2 separate regions of the Mus musculus genome follow, and region 1 is linked to region 2. The links are chromatin contacts, called in public promoter capture Hi-C maps. All regions are on one chromosome and are shown on one strand. The core of a region is the stretch at or near the end of the contact, and the rest is flanking DNA. Distances in the headings are between cores, read along the strand shown.

Evidence for each region. Promoter capture Hi-C pulls out the DNA fragments that hold promoters and counts their contacts.
Region 1: a contact with region 2 is called in a promoter capture Hi-C map of macrophages, with 10 read pairs. The contact joins the promoter of Ccl9 here to the promoter of Ccl5 in region 2. A contact is called at or near these places in 2 of 39 promoter capture datasets (cranial neural crest and macrophages), 1 of 15 datasets of contacts at CTCF or cohesin (the NIH/3T3 cell line), 1 of 484 Hi-C or Micro-C datasets (macrophages), 5 of 115 datasets of contacts at active chromatin or transcription factors (CD8 T cells, the HPC-7 cell line, double positive thymocytes and 2 more) and 3 of 9 other capture datasets (adipose tissue, liver and pancreatic islet).

The regions. Positions count from the first base shown.
Region 1 is chr11:83,574,937-83,581,012 of GRCm38.p6, reverse strand. It overlaps Ccl9 (chemokine (C-C motif) ligand 9), which reads left to right and starts at 2,377. Exons shown (of 4, transcript NM_011338.2): 1 at 2,377-2,624; 2 at 4,567-4,638; 3 at 5,062-5,170; 4 at 5,518-6,076. The coding sequence starts at 2,549. The coding sequence ends at 5,629.
Region 2 is chr11:83,528,067-83,533,357 of GRCm38.p6, reverse strand. It overlaps Ccl5 (chemokine (C-C motif) ligand 5), which reads left to right and starts at 2,840. Exons shown (of 3, transcript NM_013653.3): 1 at 2,840-2,972; 2 at 4,091-4,202. The coding sequence starts at 2,897. It overlaps Gm32650 (a long non-coding RNA gene), which reads right to left. Exons shown (of 4, transcript XR_880077.3): 3 at 34-793.

The sequences.
Region 1 (6,076 bases), core at 1,128-3,627, 48 kb before region 2:
TCACCCTCCAGACAAAGCATACAGCACCCCAGCGTTACAATCTGTCTCAGGAGGATGCAAGAATCTGTCCAGACCATAAAAGGAAACCCAGGAGGCCTGCAGAACCTGTCATGTGAAGAATGGGAAATACAAAAGAGAAGACCTTGCACATGGACATTACACTCCTGTCCAATACAAACTCAACATCAGCATAAACCACAGGAAATACAAAAGTTTAGAGCTTTTTGTTTGTTTTGTTTTTTGTTTGTCTGTCTGTTTGTTTTTGAGACAGGGTTTCTCTGTGTAGCCCTGGCTGTCCTGGAACTCACTCTGAAGACCAGGCTGGCCTCAAACTCAGAAATCTGACTGCCTCTGCCTCCTGAGTACTGGGATCAAAGGCGTGTGCCACCACTGTCCAGCAAGAGTTTATAGCTTGACTGGTCCTCCTCTCCCATCTCCATGCATGAAAGGAGCATCCCAAGAGAACATAAACACCTGGATTAAATAAGGAGCTTGATACATGATATGAAAAAGGAAGTTGGGTTGGAGAGATGGCTCAGTGGTTAAGAGCACTGACTGCCCTTTCAAAGGTCCTGAGTTCAAATCCCAGAAACCACATGGTGTCTCACAACCATCTGTAATGAGATCTGATGCCCTCTTCTGGAGTGTTTGAAGACAGCTACAGTGTACTTGTATATAATAAATAAATACAAATCTAAAAAGAAAGAAAGAAAGAAAGAAAGAAAGAAAGAAAGAAAGAAAGAAAGAAAGAAAGAAAAAAAGAAAGAAAGAAAGAGAGAAAGAGAGAGAGAAAGAAAGAAAGAAAGAAAGAAAGAAAGAAAGAAAGAAAGAAAGAAAGAAAAAAGAAAGAAAGAAAGAAAGGAAGGAAGGAAGGAAGGAAGGAAGAGGAAGTAGGAGGAAGTAAATAGGGTATAGAACCATTGGGGGAGGGGACCATAGCAAACTACTGGAGATCCAAAATACAATTAAGTCAAATTAAAAATTCTGCAGAAAGCCTTACCAGTAGAATCAGTCAAGAAAAGGACAGCATATCTGAGCTTGAAGACAAGGCACTGGGAGCAGAAAGTGTCAAGGAAAAAGATGAATTAATGAAAAGGCATGAGTTGGACTTTGGGCTATTTAATACATGAGGAGAAGATAAAGTCTAATAATCACAGATATAAAAGAGTGAAGTTCTTTCCAAATGCACAGAAAACATTTCCAGTGAAATCATAGCCAAAAAAAATTTCCTAAATTAGGCAAAGAAACATCTAATCAAATAGAGAAGTCATTTAGAACACCAAAGAGACAAGACCCAAAAAGAACTTCTTCTTGTCATATTATAATTAAAGTTATAGTACTAAGTATTCAAAACAAAGAAAATGTGTAAAAAGCATCAAGAGAGAACCACTAAGTCATGTGTCAGGAGATGTCCATCAGCGTAACAGAGAGCTTGGAGAGGCGTTCCTCAAGCTTTGGAAGACATGAACCTCCAGCCCAGGACAGTATTGCCAGCAAAGGGCTCCTTCATAACTCAAGGAGAAAGGGGATCCTCCCTTGATAGAAAGAGGCTAATGAAACTCACGAAGACTGAACCTGGGTCCTCTGAAAAAGCAACAAGTGCTCTAAACCAGTGAGCTGGCTCTTTAGCCCTCTCTTCCTATTCTATTTGACCACATCAGACTAAAACCACAAATGAACAGCAAACATTCACAAACTCACGGAGATTGGATAACTGAGTGTGTAGACCAGACTGGCCTCAAACACACACACACACCTGCCTCTGGCTCCCAAGTGCTGACACCAAGTGGTGAACACCACCCCAACCAGCCTTAGATGTTTCTTCTGACAGACGTTCTAAAGATTTTTTTTCCTCTGATGTTAAAGTATATTAAAAATATCTAAAGGGGCTGGAGAGTTGGCTCAGCGGTTAAGGACACTTGCTGGCTTCAGTTCTCAGCATCCACATGATGGCTCACAACCATCTGTAACTCTAGTACCAGGGAATTTAACACCCTCTTCTGACCTGCACAGCACTGCATGTATGTGGTAGACATACACACATGCAGGCAAAACATGGATATAAAATAAATCTTTAAAAATTAAAGAAAAATAATTAAAGAAGGAGTTGACAACAATTTTATATATCTCTGGCAAGACATATAAGTTTACTTTTATAATCTATATCTGTCGGTCAGCTGTCAATGAGCATAAGCCAGCGTCCTCCAAGCTAACCTCTCATCAGGGGTCTAGAAGGATCCCTCACTCCCACCCTGTGGCCAGAGCTAAAGGAGTGAATGAATTTTATAAAAGGAGAAATCCTTCTGGAAATATTTACTCTCTCTGAATCAATTTGAACTTTGGAAAGCCCCAAGTCACCTTTGCCCTCCACTTCCCACTGCACACTGTTCCCTCTCTTAGAACTAGCATGTTGGGTGTTATGTAGTCAAAGGAGGGCATTATGAGCTGTACCCCAGGGACTTCCTGATCCTCTTACATGTATAAATAGCAAGACCGGGCCAGGAACAGCAAGCAGTCTGAAGGCCAGCTGGGTCTGCCCACTAAGAAGATGAAGCCTTTTCATACTGCCCTCTCCTTCCTCATTCTTACAACTGCTCTTGGAATCTGGGCCCAGATCACACATGGTGAGTCCTGTGGTGGTAACTGAAAATTTGGGGGGAGTTCCAGAAGGGGCAGCATTTAATAATTTCCATCCCAGACAGAGCAATGGAATTTACTTAGTACAGACCTGCCTCTGGCTATAGCCCCTGGATCAGTGGTTCTCAACTACCGGTTGCCACCCTTTTTGGAAGTCAAACAACCTCTTCACAGGGCTTGCCTAAGACCATCAGAAAACATAGATATTTACATTATGATTCATAGCAGTAACAAAATTACGGTTATAAAGTAGTAATGAAATAACTTTATGGTTGGGGATCACCACGACATGAGGAACTGTATTAAAAGGCTGCAGCATTAGGAAGGGTCTGGTCTGGAAGCTGGTACACAAATGGCTTGCTTCCATTTGGAGAAGCAAATGTTTTCCTTTTTCATAGCTAGAATTATTTGATAACTTTTCCTAGCCAATCCTAGCTGACATTGTAGTTAGATCGAAATAACTATAATTAAAGCATACATTTGTAGAAATGAATATAAAACTCTGTGATGCTAGAGTTATTAGATGTCAGCTAGTATAGAACCATCATTTTTAAGGCATTGGGACCAGTCAGGCCAATGGCTCATCCAAGGTCACCATTTCATCTGAAGCTATGATATTTTAGTTTATGGAGGTGACCAGGGCTCAACACAGAGAGGTCCTGTGAAATAAAAGAATGTATTCCTCAACTTTTCTAAGGAGGAGAGATACATCATGTCTCACAGAGCCAAGGAGAATATTGGAGTTAGGCCAGGAGGCATAAGTAATGAAATAGAGAAACTTGTGTCAGATTCTTTATTGGAGATACTGGAAAAGAGGAAGGGCACAATGCAGGGTTCAGTTAAGATTTCCTAGACTGAAGAAGTCGAGCAGACTTTGTATATATGGATGGTCTTTAAGGATCTAGCTTTAGGAAGAGTTAGGGCAAGGGAAATACCAACATGGTGTTTGAGAATGATAAAGGTTGGGTGCTGGGCTCAGTGAGAGTTGGTTAAGAAGCAGTTAGCCCCTCCCTGTGGTCAGGATTTTAAGTATGCCAGAATACCATAATATGCAGAAAACAAAATACAGTTAGTAGAGTTAGCTATTGCTCAACTGTCCAGATGTTGATTCATTCTTCCTCTGGCATCCCTGAGGGGTGGGACAAATGGAAATGCATCATTCTTGTAGAAAAAGAAGAAGTTAGAAGACAAGCAAGCCTTGTATATATTATTGCCCTGCTCACTTTTCAAACCAGATAACTGAAACAGAGAATTGGAACAGCCTTCAATAATGTAAGACCGCATGAGTAGTGATGGGTAAGACTAAGAGGCAGATTAGTAATCATGCGTTCAAGAACAGGCACTGCTTCTTAAGATTTACTTTGGAAGCCACCCACACCACATCAAACTTGTTAAATAATAGCCGTGCACCCTACTACAGATAATTCATATGCAACCATTGAAGACATGATATAAGGGATTAGTAGTCTTGTCTTAGCACAATGCAAATTCCCAATCCTTTAGCAACAATCTTTGGGCTTCGATATATTTGGGATAAAGGATTATTATGGATTTTAAAAAGTGATACATTGCTGGATGTCACTCAACATCCCTGATGGTTTTTTCTTCAGTGTGTCCTTTAATCAGGCATTTATATAAATGTGGACTATTAGGAGCCTCATTTCACTTCAAGGGACTTTGTGTCACCAAAGGGGTTTGTGCTTCAAGTCAATAGAGTTTTTGGTTTTTTTGTTTTGTTTTGTTTTTTAAGATCCCAGAAAAATCTCATGTCACCTAAGGGGATAAATGAGTCTAGAGCAGATCCTAGACTCCAAGTGTGTGATGGTGGTCCTCAGCAGAGCCTTCTCAGCCTTGGCAAGAATCGGGGTGGGGATGGTGAGTAGAGATGCTAAGACAATGATGCTAACCTCTGCCCTCTGTCTCTTCCAGCAACAGAGACAAAAGAAGTCCAGAGCAGTCTGAAGGCACAGCAAGGGCTTGAAATTGAAATGTTTCACATGGGTAAATATTTCATTACAGCTTGTACTGAGAAGCACCAGGTGGTTGCAGATCAACACCAGAGCATCCCCCTACCCGATGACAGAACAGAACAAGGTCATGAGGGTGGTTGAGGATGCTGTCCAAAAATCTTCAAGAAGATCAGGATGGGCCATTAGTATTCCCTACAGATGTGCCTTCTCTATGCACCGAGTCTGCCTTGGGGCAGAAGTCACCTATAGGTGACTGCGCATGGCTTCCCTTCTATGGACATGTTCCCAGCCTGATTGTGGTCCACGTTAGGCCCACTCAAAGGTGCAGAAAGAGATGACAATGAGTGCAGGGTGAGGGGAAGCCTCCCCTGAGTCCCGGGGCCTTCTTATGCCCCCATGGGACCATCACCCCAGCAATGACCTGGCCTTTGAGTGCCCCCTTGTTTTCTTGCAGGCTTTCAAGACTCTTCAGATTGCTGCCTGTCCTATAACTCACGGATTCAGTGTTCAAGATTTATAGGTTATTTTCCCACCAGTGGTGGGTGTACCAGGCCGGGCATCATGTAAGTGTCAAATTCACTCATTGTGTGTTATGGGGAGGGGGAGCCTCCAGGATCTTAGATGGCCTGGTGGATAGACTTCCAGAGAAGACCCATTCTTGGATCTCACCAGGTGGGAGGGGGGATACTTCAGGGTGTAGAGAAGGAAACAGCTAGCAGAGTCACTCCATGAGTCCTTAGAGACCCTCACAGGTCTAGAGGGGGCCCCAGAGAGGGGATGATGGTGCTGAGCTACCTCCTGGAAAGAACAGACTGTTGAGTGGAAAATCAGAAGGTTCAGAGGATGGGGCTCCCACCACCCCTTTACTAGATTAACTCTGATTATAATCTTTCTTCTCCTTTTTCTTCAGCTTTATCAGCAAGAGGGGGTTCCAGGTCTGTGCCAACCCCAGTGATCGGAGAGTTCAGAGATGCATTGAAAGATTGGAGCAAAACTCACAACCACGGACCTACAAACAATAACATTTGCTTGAAGAGAAGGGTGTGAACTGCCAGCTACTTTCTTTGGTCTTCCCCAGTGACCACCTAAGTGGCTCTAAGTGTTTATTTTTATAGGTATATAAACATTTTTTTTTTCTGTTCCACTTTAAAGTGGCATATCTGGCTTTGTCACAGAGGGGAAACTTGTCTGTGCCAACCCCAGTCATCTGAAAACTCAGATGCCTGGAAGGTCTGAAGCTGACCTCAATGACTACACATAATATTTGATTGAGATAAATGGGCAAGGTCTGGAGAGATGGCTTGGTGGTTAAGAGCACCTGCTGCTCTTCCAGAGGACCTGGGTTCAATTCCCACTTAGATGGCAGCTCAAACTATCTATAATTCCAATTCCAAAGAAAACTGATGCCCTATTTTGCCCTTTAGTTAGTAGTATTTACAGTATTCTTTATAAATTCACCTTGACATGAC
Region 2 (5,291 bases), core at 1,591-4,090:
AAGGTGGTTCACAATTAAGGAGTATATATTTACTTGTGTGTAGTCTGTCTGCCTTCTGCTACTCCATCCCAGAGCCTTCACAAGAGTTGCTGGATTTCTGTAGAAACAATGAAGGGTGGTGGAAAGTGGTCACTCATTCAGTGAGGTCTACCACTGCAAGTCACGGCCATAAGCTATGTACTTCACCTCTCTAAGCTTGACCCAACCTCCTCAAAGGCTCAGACTCAGAATCCTCCTGCCTTAGCCTCCCAAGTGGGTGTGCTAGTATACATTTGTAAATGGACAAGGTGGATGTGGTAGTACACAATTGTAAATCCCAGTATTTAGGAGCACCGGCAAGAGGATTGCTGTGAGTATCGAGTCCAGCCTGGTCCATATAACAAGTTCAGTCTAGCCATGGCTACATAGAAAGAACCTGTCTGTCTCAAAAAGAAATCTGGAAAACAAAACCAAACATTGCTCTTTCCAATGTCTAGTTTTGTCTAGATTCTTATCTCTTACTCACAAACCAATTTCAGACCCTACCCCCTGACTAAATTATCACTAATTCTCAATTGGAGATGCATCCAATCCTTTGGCGTGAGTGAGCCCCCACCCCCACCCCGTCTCTAAGGAGTCCCTATCCTTTACTATCCAGTTATACTAAATAGACAGTGAACCAAAATGAGACACACTACAGTTGGCTTCCGGTCCCAGTGTTTTCATTCATCTGCAATGTGTTCTGAGCCAGTTACTCCTCTCTGAGCCTCACTTTCTCCCTCTGCAGCAGAGAAAGAGCACTCCACTGTTATGCCTGGGTAGAGAAAAAAATTAGTGAAAAAAAAAATAGGAAAACTTCCCCGATGCCCCCTAAACTTTCTGTCTTCCATAGCCTTTGTGCACAAGACTGTAGAGATGAGTTGGTGGATACATTTATCCACTAACGTCATGGTGATGTCATGGTCATGATGAAAACAAGAAGTACTCCTTAGAAGAATCATCCCAGCTCTTATTTTCTGAAGGAAAAGCCTCCAGTGTCCAGCTGAGATGCACTGTCCTAGTCATGGGGGGAGGGGGGACTCCCACCCCTTCAGAACTTATCCCCCCTCAGGAAATCCTCTCATACGTAACACTTGAGATCAGACTGTGCCCAATTCTATCTTGGTGTTGTGTAAAACAACAGTTTTACAAGTTGTGCCTTTCCCTGGGAGACTCCATTGCACAAGTAGTTTTAACTACATTCTGAATGCAAACACAGAGATGGGGTGACTCTGTACCTTGGTGGGCACTCTGTCTGGCACCAACCATAGGCACAGATGGTTAATAACTTTTGTCTAAATGTATAAAAGGATGACATCCCAAAAATGTATTTAAAAAAAATGAAAAACAAACAGGACAGACTTGGGACCATATGAGCACATCAGTATGTTTAAATCATCTAAAAACAAATAGGTCCAAGAACTTACTGAATGCATCAGCACTCTCACCTGGACCCCATAAAGAGAAGAGCTAACATCATGATGGTAACAGCCTCCACCAGCCTGTCATCTGGCCACATGGTGTGTGTGTCACAGGACTGACAGCCAGAGAATTGCAGACTGTCCCAGGAGTTGGAGCTTAGATCCATTCCCACTGTGGCACGCCTTCTGGAACTACCACCCGCTGGCCCATCCACTTGGACCTGCCATCCGTTTGCTTTCCCATTGTCTATCTTGACCCAGCCTCCCATTCCCCTCCACTGCATCCATGTTCTTTACATTTTGCTCCTATGCTGGGACTAGACTGTGACGTTCAGCTCTGACCTGTGGCCCTGAAGCTTGACTCTGGACTAGGCACCTCAACAAAGAATAAGGCGGAGACTGATTGAATGCTAAGCATCCTCCTGTGCCCACCATTCACACACTGATTGAATGTTAGGCATCCTCCTGTGCCCACCATTCACACACATGCGCACATACACATGCACACACATGCACACACACATGTACACACATGCACACACATGCACACACATATGTACACACACATGTACACACACACATGCACACACACATGCACACACACACACACACACACACACACACACACACACACTTTTTTTAAATCTTTATTTCCACAGAGATTCTTTGTAGCCCTATCAGATCCCTTGACTCCTAGACAAACAGACAGACAGACAGACAATAAATAGATATTACAGATAGATAATAGATGGACATAGAGGACACAACTCTTTTGTTCCCATCTTAGTTACTAATGTTAACTCTCAGATCACATGTCACACACTAAGTGTAAGTATGCCTATATCTACCTAGTTATCTGGGAATCAGGATTACCTGGCAAATTCCTTACAACAAATCTCCTATACCTTGTTAACTTATTGTTATCAATGACACAAGTGTGGTCTGTTTCTGATATGGTATGCTCATGACAAATACTCTTCCATGGAGAAAACAGAAAGACCAAAATCAAGTCTGGGCTACAACTTGGGAATTTGCCAAGTGAAGACCAATGGCTTGACCTTAACTGACCCCTACTTGCCTTAAGACAACAGCTCCCTGCTACCTGGAGAGGCCCTGAGTGGGACGGCAGATCTGAGGGGGAGGGGGAGGGGGAGGAAGAAATTTTCCCCTACTGTATTTGGCCAGAGAGGGAGTCATCCTGGACTGGAGGGCAGTTAGAGGCAGAGTCATACTTCCAAGGGTGATTTCAGTTTTCTTTTCCATTTTGTGTTTTCATTTTATGACAGCAACAAGTGTTTGGTGTCTTTTGTGGAAACTCCCCAAGTCCTGGGGCTGGGGGGGGGCACTTCCTCTGCTACCCTGGCTCCCTATAAAAGGTCTGCCTGAGCTGCAGAGCACCCCTTGCAGAGGACTCTGAGACAGCACATGCATCTCCCACAGCCTCTGCCGCGGGTACCATGAAGATCTCTGCAGCTGCCCTCACCATCATCCTCACTGCAGCCGCCCTCTGCACCCCCGCACCTGCCTCACCATGTAAGTCGAGGGTTCTGACCATCACAGCCCCACTCTGCCTCGATGCCAACCCATCTTGATACCCAGACCTCCCCTTCTTTCCAATCCTACTGTGTATGCTGCTGTACATTCTTACGCATCCTTGACACGGCTACCCTGTCATCACTGTTAGATGTCTTGTATACTAATGGCAGGATCCTCTGAGGAACTTTTCTGTGTCTTCAAAGATGATATTATGAATTCTGCAGGCACTCCTTATTGTGAACTGGTGCCGGGCTGACCTTTGAAAAATGACTTGCTCATATCTGTCACCAGTGTGGTTTCTAAGAAATGTGTGATACTGTTTTAGGTAGGATGGTCTTTCATTTCATAGTGAGAAAAGAAATGGGGCTTGCAAAATAAATAGGTAGATAGATAGATAGATAGATAGATAGATAGATAGATAGATAGATAGATAGTGAACTAAGTACCTACCGTGGGTCAGGCACTGTGCAAATGAGTTTAATGTGCCATCCTGTTTAATACAAATAGTCTTTCAGTAGTTGCTCTTGTGTTGCAGTGGGAAACAGAGGCCTAAGAACACTGAGATTCTTGTCTAAGGGTGCACACTGCTACAATTGTGGAAACTGGTATTCCAAAAGCCCTATCTGACTGGGAAGCTAAGCACCACAGCTCTGCTGTGGGATGAATTAAGTGACCACCAAGAGCTTCTCTGGTCAGAGCCCCTCGCTACAGGCCAGCCAGGTCCCAGGATGCTATGTGCACTTTCAGGCCCCTCTTAGGATCGTCACTAAGTTATGGAGCTTCGGCTTGGGCACTCCCCCAGAACTCATGCTACACCTCGAAGACACCAAGCTTTGAATCCACCAGGGGAGCTCTGAAAGCCCTGCTAAGGGCAGAAGGCACAGAGCGAGGAGAGGGATCCCAGCAGGGGCTTACGGTACAGAGCACAAGGCACAGGCTTGGCTCACGGACCAGACAAAACAGGCTTCTGTTGAACTCTCCACCATGGCAAATGTGTCCTCTGAGCCATTTCTGCCAAGGTCGACAACGACAGTCACTGCTTTTAAGATAAATCGTGTAAAGAGCCCAGCATAGCTGGCAATGAATAAAAGGGTTTCCTTTCTTCCTTCTCCCAGATGGCTCGGACACCACTCCCTGCTGCTTTGCCTACCTCTCCCTCGCGCTGCCTCGTGCCCACGTCAAGGAGTATTTCTACACCAGCAGCAAGTGCTCCAATCTTGCAGTCGTGTGAGTCTCAGCCCCATGGGTTCCTCTGTGGGGTATAGAAGCCATCCCACAACCCCGCCGTGATCCTTCTCAGGGGTGCCCCCTCTCACTCCCACTCACTCTCTGGGCTCCTCTAATAGCTATGGCTCCTCGTCTCCAGCTCAGAGTCTCCAACTGTAACATTAAAGGACTAGACACAGGGAGCCCTAGAGCAGCAGTTCTCAATCTGTGGGTCGGGTCCCCTTTGGCAAATCTCTATCTCCAAAAATATTGACATTACAATTCATAACAGTAACAACATTACAATTATGAAACAGTAACAAAAATAGTTTTATGGTTGGGGGTCACCACAACATGAGAAGGGCCGCAGCATTAGGAAGGTTGAGAACCGTAGCCTTAGAGGCTCCTGCCTATAGAGATAGACACAGTTCCTAGGACACCAACCTTTGCCTAATCCTCTGAGGAACTAGGGAGGATGGATCAAGGTCAGTTCCCTAATTTCAATCAAGTAAATAAAATCTAAAACCCTATCCATTTAAGAAGTTATAATGAGACTCAGCTTTAAATATGCATATTGATAGATTTGGGGAATATAATAGGGTGCTTGCTGGCATGTTGTGTCTATGTGTACTGTCTCTAAATTGTGCATAGCCCTGGCGGGTATGCACAAATTTCTCCACGTAATGAAACAGATTCAGAGGCATTTGCAGGCCTACTCAAAGCTGCACAGTAAGTGAGGGATGCAGTCTGTCTCTGGACCTACTTCCTGTATTAAAATAAAGTCATTAGTGACAGGATAGCTTAAGAAGCTTAAGATGATAACGATTTACAGAGTGAAAACGGAGAGCTGGAGAGATGGCTCCATGGTTAAGAGCACTGCTTGCTCTTGCAGAGGATCAACCTCCATCCCAACATCCACACGTTGGCTCATTCGTTACAAGGTGGCTCATTCGTTACATGGTGACTCACTCGTTACATGGTGGCTCACTCGTTACATGGTGGCTCACTGGTTACATGGTGGCTCACTCGTTACATGGCGGCTCACTCGTTACATGGTGACTCACTGGTTACATGATGGCTCACTCGTTACATAATGGCTCACTCTGTAAC